Linked DNA regions of Sus scrofa: region 1 is linked to region 2. Evidence: chromatin contacts called from public HiChIP or PLAC-seq data. All regions are on one chromosome and are shown on one strand. The core of a region is the stretch at or near the end of the contact, and the rest is flanking DNA. Distances in the headings are between cores, read along the strand shown.

What was found. HiChIP or PLAC-seq counts read pairs in DNA pulled down with a chosen protein or histone mark.
Region 1: a contact with region 2 is called in an H3K27ac HiChIP or PLAC-seq map of skeletal muscle. The contact joins two enhancer-like sites. A contact is called at or near these places in 2 of 2 datasets of contacts at active chromatin or transcription factors (alveolar macrophages and skeletal muscle).

The regions. Positions count from the first base shown.
Region 1 is chr14:28,755,997-28,761,529 of Sscrofa11.1, reverse strand. All of the region lies in intron 18 of NCOR2 (nuclear receptor corepressor 2), which reads right to left. Among named protein-coding and RNA genes, the nearest start is that of RFLNA, 83 kb to the left of the region's middle. Within about 2 kb of position 1,674, at least 63 of the 83 cell types and tissues checked have an H3K27ac peak or open chromatin away from gene starts, as enhancers often do. A contact at or near this core is called in alveolar macrophages and skeletal muscle, where this site is marked.
Region 2 is chr14:28,542,777-28,548,406 of Sscrofa11.1, reverse strand. No RefSeq gene overlaps it. Among named protein-coding and RNA genes, the nearest start is that of NCOR2, 97 kb to the left of the region's middle. Within about 2 kb of position 2,761, at least 41 of the 83 cell types and tissues checked have an H3K27ac peak or open chromatin away from gene starts, as enhancers often do. A contact at or near this core is called in alveolar macrophages and skeletal muscle, where this site is marked.

The sequences.
Region 1 (5,533 bases), core at 425-2,924, 210 kb before region 2:
TTCTGGTTTCCATTCATTCATCCATCCACCCACCTATCCATCCACCCACCTATCCACCCACCCATCCGTCCATTCAAACGTGCCGACGGCTTGCTATGTACAAGGCTCTAATAGTCATAAAACAGCAGCAAAAACAACATCAACAAACCACCACGTCACATGGCTAAGCAACCTGGAGTTTGCAAAGCCTTTTAAAGATCAGGTTCCCTCTCATCCTTGCTGTCCAGGCCATGGCTGTTTTCCCATCCCTAGGACGGGGGAAACCAAGGCTCAAGGGATCACAGCAACTCTCAAGCTTGTAGGATGGGCCAGGGGCCCAAGTGGACATCAGAACCCAAGTTTTCTGCTCTCCCGCCTCTGGACCCAGCGGGGTGGGGGTGGTGCTGGACTGACAGGCCACCTGCTCCCCCGTGAAGGCCATGGGGCCACGTGGCTCCTCGGCAGCTCCTCAGGGTTCCTCAAGGACAGGCACAGAGGGGAGGGCCGGGGCGTGGGATCAAGTGTAACCCAGCCCCCTGACCTTTCCTTCTGCCCGCGCCAGCAGCAGCTGCCACTTCCACAGAACCTGGCGGAGGACGACGGGGACGCGTTTATTTATATTTCCCCAGCCGGGGCCAAGAGAACCCAGGCAAACACGTCGGCCGGAACCCCGGTAGGGAGAGGGCGGGTCTCCCATCTGGGCCTGCTGGGGGGTGTGGGGTGAGGGGAACGAGGGCCCAGGGGGTGGCAGGACCCCCCCCACAGGTTGACATTTACAACTCAACACATAAATAAAGAAGCGGCTTAGAGTTGGCTTCGGGCGGGGGGGGGGGGTTTAGGGTCCTAATTAACCTCACTCCTGGAGCAGGAGCTTGGCAGGGGGGGTCACCCAGCTCTCCCCCGAAACTACTGGTGAAGGAACACTGGACTGAGTGGTCCAGAAGCCTTGGCCAGAACTGCTGTGGGGTCTCCACCACCCCCTCTGCTCTGGGGCCTCAGTTTCTTTAACTGCTGTGTGAAGGACTAGGGTGAGTGTCCTAATATTACTGGCCAGGGTCCCTGCGATGGGGGTGGAGAGTTTTCCTTCTGGTTCTGGTTCTGGGAACCCCAGACTGAGGATGCCGGGCTCAGGGTGGTGCTCTATAGGTCCCACCAAGCCTTGGAGACCACCGGGACTAGACGCAGCTGAAAGCCCCCCCCACCCTGTCTACCTGGAGAGAGCACCTCTAAGCATGTGCCAGCCAAGACCCCCAAGACCTGCCTGCCCCAAACACAGACCCAAGCACTTCCCTCCTTCCTGAAAAGACCCAGCCCCACAGCCAGAGGCAGGGGAAGGGGCGCCAAGAGAAAGACGGTGAGATCTCACGGGTTAGAACTCCCAAGTCGCCGGCCCTGGGGGGGGTCCCTGTCACCGTGGCACAAAGCACCCCCCTCATCCCCTCCCCGGAGCCACTCACTCACATCCTCTCATCTGCGTCTCCCCCTCGGCCAAGTTTTCCGGAAACATACGGCTTGGAGGATGCTCCAGGGATCGGAGCTGGGAGCAGCGGGCTGGGAGGCGGGAGGCTGGGCGGCCGTGGTGCCGGCTCCGCAAGGCTTCTGGCTGGCGTCTGCTGGCGGCTCAGCTCTGCCTCACATCCTTCTCGTCCAACGCGCGAGGGAGGGGGGAAGAGGGAGGGGCCGGGCGGTGGGAGGGCGGCAGGCGGAGGCTGGCTCCGGGAAGGGCGGGGAAGCAGCTCCGTGCTGCGCGCCGTGGTGGCCCAGGGCTCCTCCGGCGCTGCCACCCCTGAGCCGTGCCCCCCGCAGCTGCAGGCGTGCGAGGTGCCCTTCGCCGATGGGGGCGGGTGGCGAGAAGCTGTCGGCTGTGTGCTCGGTGCCCTGTGCCAGGCGTCACCAGGAAGCACAGCGTCCTCGCCTCCTTAGGGCACCAATGTGCCCAATACCGGTGCTCAGTCCCCAGACCCCTGACACCTCCCTACTCTGAGGACAGAGTCCAAAGACCCCAGCCTGTCAGGTAGCAGTGCCTGGGCAGCCTCACAGAGAGCCTGGGATCGGCTGATCTTCCTGCTGCCTGACCCAGCGAGGCGCGTCAGGGCTGAATGTGACCTCCAGACGGAGGCTCGCAGGAGCAGGCGGGGCGGGGGAGTGTGGCAGAAGCCCAGGTTCAGAAGGGGCGGGCCAAATTGGCACAGGCTCTCCCCCCCTCCCTCTCTCCCCATCCGTGGCGGTGGCGGCGTCAGCAGCGGTAAGAACAGATGAGGGTTCAGAAAAACAGAGCTTCTCCACCCCAGCAGACAGGAGCAAACAGCTTCTTCCGCTGTCATTCCCCAGTGCTGGTTCCACCTGTGGTCTGCCCCCAACCCGGCCTGATGCTGCCAAGGTGACCAGGCCCTCGAGATGGGGGACTCTATTTGAGGAGCCTCTTCTAAGTGCAAATGAGACCTCCAATCACTGAGGGTGGGAGGAGGGTTTGGAGTTGCTAGAGGGCTGGCTCTCTAGGGCGTCCTCTTTCCTTCCTCACTGAGACACCCGTGACAGCCAGGTCAGCCTGCGTCCCATACAAACACCTGCTATGGACGCCCCAGGCAGCTCCCAGGAGGTTGAAAGTTAACTGGGTTGAACTTTGGATCGAGATCCAGGTCACGACCGATTTCTCCAACTCTGGGGTCATTGACCTGCTTGTCCCTTTGGCCCTCAGCCTTTCCATCCTGCTCACAAAACCCAAGGAACAATAGGCCACAGGTCTCTGAAGCACTCCTGTTCCCGCTCGCCCCCTCCCCGTCGCACATCCTACCCCCAGCCCTCATCCTGGGTTCCGGGCATACCACCAGGGGAGGGCCACACATTCCAACCGTGTGGGGGACCTGGGACGTGCTGCCCACGATCCGTTCTCCTCAAGGGAGGCCAGGTGAGCTTTTAAGGATACCCATCCCATCATGTCACTCCTCTGCTCAGATCTTACAATGATGACCCAAAGCTCTGCAAATAACATCCAAAGACCTCCTCACGGTGCATGAGGGCCAGTCCTGCCCGCTTCGAGCCTGCTCCCTCCTTCTCCTCTTGCTCACTCACTCCAGCCACCAGAACCTCTTCTGCCCAGCCATCGACACTTGGCCTGCCTGGCCGCTTTTTCACAGGTCTTTAGTTCTCAGCTTCAAGTGACTCCCCACAGCAGCCTTCCTTGACCAACCATTCTCTCCAAAGCCATCCTCCCAAGACACCCTGCCGTCAGGGGGTCTTACTGGCAGCTGAAATCAGCTTCTTGTCTCCACTGCTCATTGACAGCTGTGTCTCTGCACCCAAAACTGCTAGGTGTGCAGGAGGCACTTGGCAAATGAACAGAGCTCCAGACACCCTGGGCATCCAGGCCTGGGGGTCCACTGGGCATGTCCCCCAGGCATCTCTGCTGCCCCTCTGCAGCTCCCAAAGAGAGGAGGAGGGTGAGCGTTTATGCCTGCAGGGGGTCCTGGGACACCCCCGCCCCCCGAAAGAAGAGACAGGAGGAGGGCGTGCCCCCTGGCACACCAGGGGCACGCCCATGCACATGCTATGCTGGCGCCCCAGACAGCACATTCTGCTTATACTCCCTGTGGTCCGGATTCCCTGACCCCACTTCTAATTTCTAAGGAAGGAGTTTCGTTCTGAAGTGTCAGGAGGCAGGAACTAGGAAGTGAAATTGACCAAGACAGGAAGTCAAGCCAGGAGGTGTGAGTCATGGACTTGGAGTGTGGAATGAGGCGAAAGAGTGTGTGTGTGTTGGGGGAGGTGGGTGGCCACAGAGGTAGCGGTGAGAGGGCTTCTCTGGGTGGTGGTTTTGGGGGCTCAGCCTGGCCACGCTGACTGCTCTGGTCACCTCGGCAGGGAGCTTCCTGTGCACTGTCTGGAGGTCTGGGACAGACCGTTCTCTCGGATGACTCAGCCCCTCTCAGCTCTAATACACTGGCCCCCAGAAAGGCCTCATCCTTGTCACATCCCTCCGTAAGCTGCTACCACCCTCTCAGGGTCCCTCATGCAGGCAGCTCTCGCACTGGGGTCTGAAAACCTGCCCACATGCACCCCACCATGGTCGAGTGCTGATAACCTGGAGGGAGGAGAAGTCTTTTCAGCACCTGCGGGCACCACAGAGCCATCTATCTGCATCCTCTGGAAACCAGCTGCTCCCTCTAGAAACCAGCATCTGCGCCCCCCTCCAAGAAACACTGGCTCCCCACCACCCCAGCCAGCCCCGTCCAACCCTGAAGTTTTCTGTTCCCTCCATGAATAAGCACAGGCTGCCAGCAGGAGGGGCATTTTCATGCCCCTCCCATCAACTGCCATTTTCCAAGAGAAACTCCAGTTTGCAAAACAAGATTTTCTGCCTAAAACACTATCAAAGGAGAAGGGAGAAAAATCCAGCAGACTCAATCCTGAGTCATACCACTTCCTTATTTTGGAAACTCCAAGCCCTGGGCTGGTCTGACATGAACTCAGCCCCTGGCTGGCAACCCTGCCAGGATCCACTGTGTACCTGAGCTTCCCAAGGTCCTGCCAGTTCCCGAGGGGATGCGGCTAGACAAATTCACAGCTGAACTTGGACTTACCTGCCTTTGCTTTCCGTCTACTCTTTGCAAAAGAAGCCTCAGTGCCTAGACTAGCCTCAGCTTCAGCTTTTCTATCTGCAAATTGTAGGAACAATGAGATCTCCCAGTACACGATCAAATACACACCCATTAAGATGGGAAAAAAATCACCTGTGTGTGACCTGACACCCTACCACTTTGGGAAAATATAGCGTTATGCGTTCCATGCAAGTTTTCCCAGAGAGCATAGCCAACTGGTTTGTTCCTTGGGCCAATTGGCTCTGCATTATTTGCTGTGCAAGCCCCAGCTCTCCACTCAGCCCCCTGGGTCTCTGTTTTCTCATCTGCAAAGCAGAAGGTGTGTGTGTGTTTGCAAATTCGGAGGACTCGCCTCAAGGGTCCCTTGGGAGGATTAGGTAAGATCATTCATGCAAAATGCTGGAACCAGCAAGCACTCGCCACGTAACAACAAGGCATCATCAGGACTGTGTAACCTGCCATGTGTCTCTTTCCCTAAGGAAGCACCAATGTGAACGCCCATGTGTGCATTTTTTTTTTTTTTTTTTTTTTTTGGCTGCACTCAAGGCATGTGGAAGTTCCCAGGCCAAGAATCGAACACGAGCCACAGCGGCAGCCCAAGCCACGGCAGTGACCATGCTGGGTCCTTAACCCTCTGCACCACCAGGGCACTCCTGGTAAGCATTTTGCTCCTGGGAGTGCAAATGGTCGGGAGATGCCTGACTTTATCTTCAAGGGTGCTGACAAAGAACAGAGGGCTCTGGTGCTGGCTGTCCCTCGAGTTCATGCAAAAACCCTCTCTTCCTTCTAAACCATCACAGCTGCCTGTTTCTCACATGCCAGAGCATCCAGGTCAGAGGGCTGCGCACCCAAGCGGTCTCTGCAGCCCGAGGCGGCGACAGCTCCCCACTGCTGCCAGCCCTGGGATGCAGCAGGGTCCCTTCTAACAACCGTTAGTGCCACCTTGCCCCTGTACA
Region 2 (5,630 bases), core at 1,512-4,011:
ATGGAGTCATATGGGAGTTTCCTGGGGGCCAAGCTGTTAAGGGCCTGGTGTTATCATTGCTGCAGCACAGATTTGATCCCTCGCCTAGGAAATTCCACATGCTGCCAGCATGGCCAAAAAAAAAAAAAAAAAAAAGGAGGCTGCTGGGATGGGAAAAGGGGAAAAAAAGATTATTATTCATAGATAACGAGATTACTTATAGAAAATCTGAAATAATCTTTACATAAATTAGAGTTACCCAGTGAATTTAGAAGAGCTATAAAATGTAATGTCAGCATACAAAAATCAATTGTACCTACTGGCAATAAATAATTAGAAGATGGAATTTTATTTTATTTTATTTTATTTATTTATTTATTTATTTATTTATTTATTTATTTATTTATTTATTTATTTTGTCTTTCTGCCTTTTCTAGGGCTGCTCCCATGGCATATGGAGGTTCCCAGGCTAGGGGTTGAATTGGAGCTGTAGCCGCCGGCCTACGCCAGAGCCACAGCAATGTGGGATCTGAGCCGTGTCTGCGACCTACACCACAGCTCACAGCAATGCCAGATCCCCAACCCACTGAGCAAGGGCAGGGATGGAACCCACAACCTCATGGTTCCTAGTCGGATTTGTTAACCATTGCGCCACGATGGGAACTCCTAGAAGATAAAATTTTAAAACATTGTTTTCAGGAGTTTCCTGATGGCCTAGCAGATAAGGATCCAGCTTTCTCACTGTTGTGGTTCGGGTCACTGCTGTGGCACAGGTTCGATCCCTGGCCTGGGAAGTTCTGCCTGTTCAGGGGCATGGCCAAAAGAAGGACAGAAAGAAAGAAAGAGGAAAAGAAGTGGAGTTATACGGTCTTTGTCCTTATGCGACTGGCTTATCTCACTCAGCAGAATGTCCTCCAGGTTCACCCGTGTTGTGGCCCATGTGAGAATTGTCTTCCTTTTGAAAGCTGAATCGTACTCCACTGTGTGGATGGACCACATTCTGTTTATCCATTCATCTGCTGATGGGCGCTGGGTTGCTCCCCCTTTCGGCTCTTGTAAAGAGTGAAGCTATGAACATGACTGCGTCATTATCTCTGAGCCCCAAGCTGCCGTTAGACTTTGGTTGAAGACCATTACCAGACCAGAGCTGACAGCAAGGGAACATCAATAAGGGGAATGAATTTACTTCCACCTACACGTTCGTTCTCAAGGCCGAGGACTTGTCTGTTTCATGAAAGTCAATGATTTATTCAAATGAGATCTGCTAGGCCCCTGTGAAACACGTTTGTGAAACTTGAATACACTCATCCAAGGCAAGGAGCCGAGGCCTCTACTAAATAAATGTGAAACAGATCCTACCTCTCCCTGGCTGACATCCTTCTAGCACTTGCTGAGAGCCTTTGCTCTCAGATCAAAATCTAGATTCCTCCCAGAAGCTTCCATGGCCCTGTGTAATTGGCTTCTGCCCTCCCCTCCCATATAGGCCTCCTTGTTCCTGAAACAGTCTGAGCCCATTCCTGCCCCAGGGCCTTTGCACGTGCTGTTCCTCTGCCCTGAATGCTTGGCCCCGAGGTTTTCTCATGGCTTGCCTTGTCAGCAAAGTCTTCCCTAATCACCCCCACCCCAAGCTAAAGTCACAGTCACATCTCCCTGTCACTCCTTTGGGGTTTCACGCACAGCACGGCTCACAGATGAAATTCTCAAGTTCTTTCTTTTTCTGACACAGGAGGACAGGGACCTTGCCTCAGCCCCTGCTCTAACCCTAGCACCTGGTATTTAGTCAGGGCCAACAAATGTTGGTTGAATGACAAAGTGTCCCCTAAAACAAGCCTGTGGGGAGGTAGTGATACAGACACTTTCCTTTTTAAAAATTTATTATTATTATTATTATTGCTTTTTAGGACCACACTAGCAGCATGTGGAGCTTCCCAGGCTAGGGGTCTAATCGGAGCTACAGCTGTCGGCCTATACCAGAGCCACAGCAATGCAAGATCCAAGCCACATCTGCAACCTACACCATAGCTCATGGCAACACTGGATCCTTAACCCACTGAGTGAGGCCAGGGATCGAACCCCCAACCTCATGGTTTCCAGTTAGATTCGTTTCCACTGCACCACAGTGGGAACTCCAATACAGACACTTTTCCAATGAAGAAACTGAGGCTCAAGATCACGCAGCTTGGAAACAGAGGCCCTGGGACAGAAACATGCGTCAGCCTGCTCTCTCCCCATCCGGAGCTCCTCAGAAAACAGGGTGAAGCCCTGGATGAGGCCCTGCGTGCCCTCTTTCCCACCCTTGGGAGAAGCAGCCAGTGAGAAGGAAGGTGCCAGGCAGCTGGCCTTTCCCGAGAGGCGCAGAGCCTGCAGAGTCTGACTTGCAATGGCAGAATTAATCTGCCCTTGGGCTGTGCTGGCTCTGGTCCCAGCCTGGTGGTGACTGTCACTCTAGATAGAAGAGGGCGCCTCTTGCCATGGCAACGGGAACGTCACCGGAGATGTATTTGCACAAAAGGGGGGGGGTGTCAGGAAACACCCACACACTGGCAGCAGGAACATGGTGCTGTGGCCTCTATCCCTGCCCGGGGACAGGTGCTGGGAGGTGGCTGAGCTGCTCTGATGAGCTGCAGCCTCCCCCAGGCCCGGTGTCTGCCCTCCCAAGAACTGGGCTCTTCTCTGTTTCCTGGAGTGGAGAAGGAAGGAGAGACATGTTACCCAATACACTGATGCATCTGCTCTGTGCCAAGCGAAGGGCCGGCCACTTTCACGCCTCTCTGAATCATCGTGACCTTTGCACAGATGAGGAGATGGTGGCCAAGAGAGGCGAGCCTAAGACTCAGGAAGCCCCTTAGGGTGTGGCGCTATGTAGTGAGGCCTTGGAGGCAGAATAGGCTGGGTTCAAAATCCCTGCTTTTCCCACTCACCAGCTCTATTTCCTTGATGAAGTCATTGAGTGTCTGGGCCTCAATGTTCTCATCTGTAAAATGGGAGCAATGATAGTTTCCAGGATAACCACTGATTTTTTTTTTTTTTAAAGGGCTGGGGCCTGGGGCAGGGGCTGGGGCTTGTACTCATCTTTTTCTTCCTTTTTTTTTTTCACACTATACAATTCAGTGGTTTTAATATATTCGCACAGTTGTGCAACCTACACTACTATCTAATTCCAGAACATTTTTCATTAGCCCAAAAGGAAAGCCCACACCCTAGCAGTCACTCCCATTCCCCGCTGCCAGCACCTGACACCCTCCAGTGTGCTGTCTCTATGAATTTGCTGATTCGGGACATTTCCTATAAATGGAATCCTATGACATATGGCCTTTTGTATCTGGCTTCTCTCACTTAGCATGTTTTCAAGGTTCATTCATATTGTACCATAAGTATCAGAACTTCATGCCTTTTTTTTTTCTTTTTACAGCCAAATCTGTGGCATATGGAAGTTCCCAGGCCAGGGTTCAAATTGGAGCTATAGGTGAGGCCTACGCCACAGACATGGCAACACTGGATCCGAGCGGTATCTGTGACCTACACTGCACCTTGCAGCAGTATTGGATCCTTAATCCATTGAACAAGGCCAGTGACTGTGTTGGGTTCTGGGCCACAACAGGAACTCCTCACTTTTTTTTTTTTAAGGGCCGTACTCACGGCATATGGAGGTTTCCAGGCTAGGGGTCAAATCAGAGCTACGGCTGCCAGCCTACACTACAGCCACAGGATCGAGCCGCGTCTGTCACCTACACCACAGCTCATGGTAGCACCAGATCCTTAACCCACTGAGTGAGGCGAGGGATCAAACCTGCCACCTCATGGTTCCTAGTCGGATTCTTTTCCACTGCGCCACGACAGGAACTCCTCCTCATACATTTCATAGCTGAAAAATATTCCAACCTACAGATAGACCACAATTCGTCCATTCATCACTTGATGGACATTTGGGTTGTTTCCATCTTTCGGCTCTTGTAAATAAAGCTGCGATGAACGTTCATATATAAGTTTCTGTGTGGATGTATGTTTCCATTTCTCTTAGTATATACTTAGGAGTGAAATGACCCAATCACATGATAGGTGTAGGTTAAACTGCTTAAGAAACTGCTGAACTATTTTCCCAAATGGTTGTACCATTTTGCATCCTCACCAGCAATGGGTGAGAGTCCCAGTCTTTCCAAATCCTTGCTGGCACTTGGTCCACTGCTGTCATTTTATCAGTGAAGATGCTTTTGAAGATGCTGTAATTAACAAAACTGCCCGCACAATACTCATAATGGTCAAATAATGGAAGCCACCCAGGAGGCCAACAACGAATGGAGGGTTAAGCAAAATGTGGTACATACATACAACAGGATACTATTCAGCCTTAAAAAGTCTCTTTTCCCACAGTGGATACCACATGCCCAATAGGCTGGGAGATGTATTTGCACAAAAGGGGGGGGGTGTCAGGAAACACCCACACACTGGCCCCTGAAGGCTCTTGGTGCTGTCCTTGTACATATGAGCTTAAAACGAAAGCTAGAAAAATATTAAGGCATTGAAATAATCAAATCAGTAATTTTTTTGAAATAACGTAACCAACTGGCATGACCATCAACCTAAGTTCTGATGATATGGAATCCAAACAAATAAAATGCCCAAACGTTGGGGTTTTTTTTTCCTCCCCTATTGAACCAAAAAAAAAAAAAAGAAGAAGAAGGAAAGAAATTCCAGCTCAGACTTACAATATGCATGAGCATGAGGACATTATGCTAAATGAAATCAGCAAGGCACAAAAGGACAAATACTGCATTATTCCACTTCTGCAAGGTACCCAGAGGAGTCAAATTCACAGCGACAGAAAGAAGAAGGGTGGGTGCCAGAGACTGAAGCGGGCAATGGAAAGTTAGTGTTTAATGGGGATAGAGTTTCAGTGTGGGAAGATGAAAAGTTCTAGAGTTGGATGGTAATGATGTTTGCACAACAGTGGGAATGTTCACGGTGCCACTGAACTGTACTCTTACAGATTGTTAAAATTGTGCATTTTATGTTATGTCTATTTTATCGCAAATTTTTAAAAAATGCAACATCTTTTATACTTTGTCCTTGAGTGAGCTTTTTTTTTTTTTAAATTTCAAGTCTCTCAATCTACCATGTGGCAGGAACTAAATTCTGCCCCTCTGGGCCTGGGGATGTCCAGGGGAGAGCCTGTGACCCATTTCTGGCCTTTGAGAGACAAGAGGAAGTCTGCTGATGGCTCTTGAGGAAGAGAGAGCTCACTATAAAATGAGAAAAATACAGGAAGAGAGGCTTGTTCCATTTCGCCCACTCTCCTTCCTGCCTTTGGATGTCATTGTGTGAGGAAGTGATGTCTGAAGCTGTGGCAGTCACCTTGTCACAATGAGGAGACAGCCAAGACAATTTCGGAGGTGTCAACCATCCATTATGATATTGAGGAACTGGTTTTCTTTTTTTCTATCTTGGCTGCACCTGCCACATATGCAAGTTCCCAGGCCAGAAACTGAATCTGAGCCAGAGCTGTGACCTAGCCACAGCTGTAGCACTGCCGGATCCTTAACCCACGGCACCGGGCCAGGGATCGAACCAGCACCACCACAGAGACAAGTCGGATCATAAACAAACTGTGCCACAACAGGAACTCCATATACTGAGGAACTATTGAACCCACC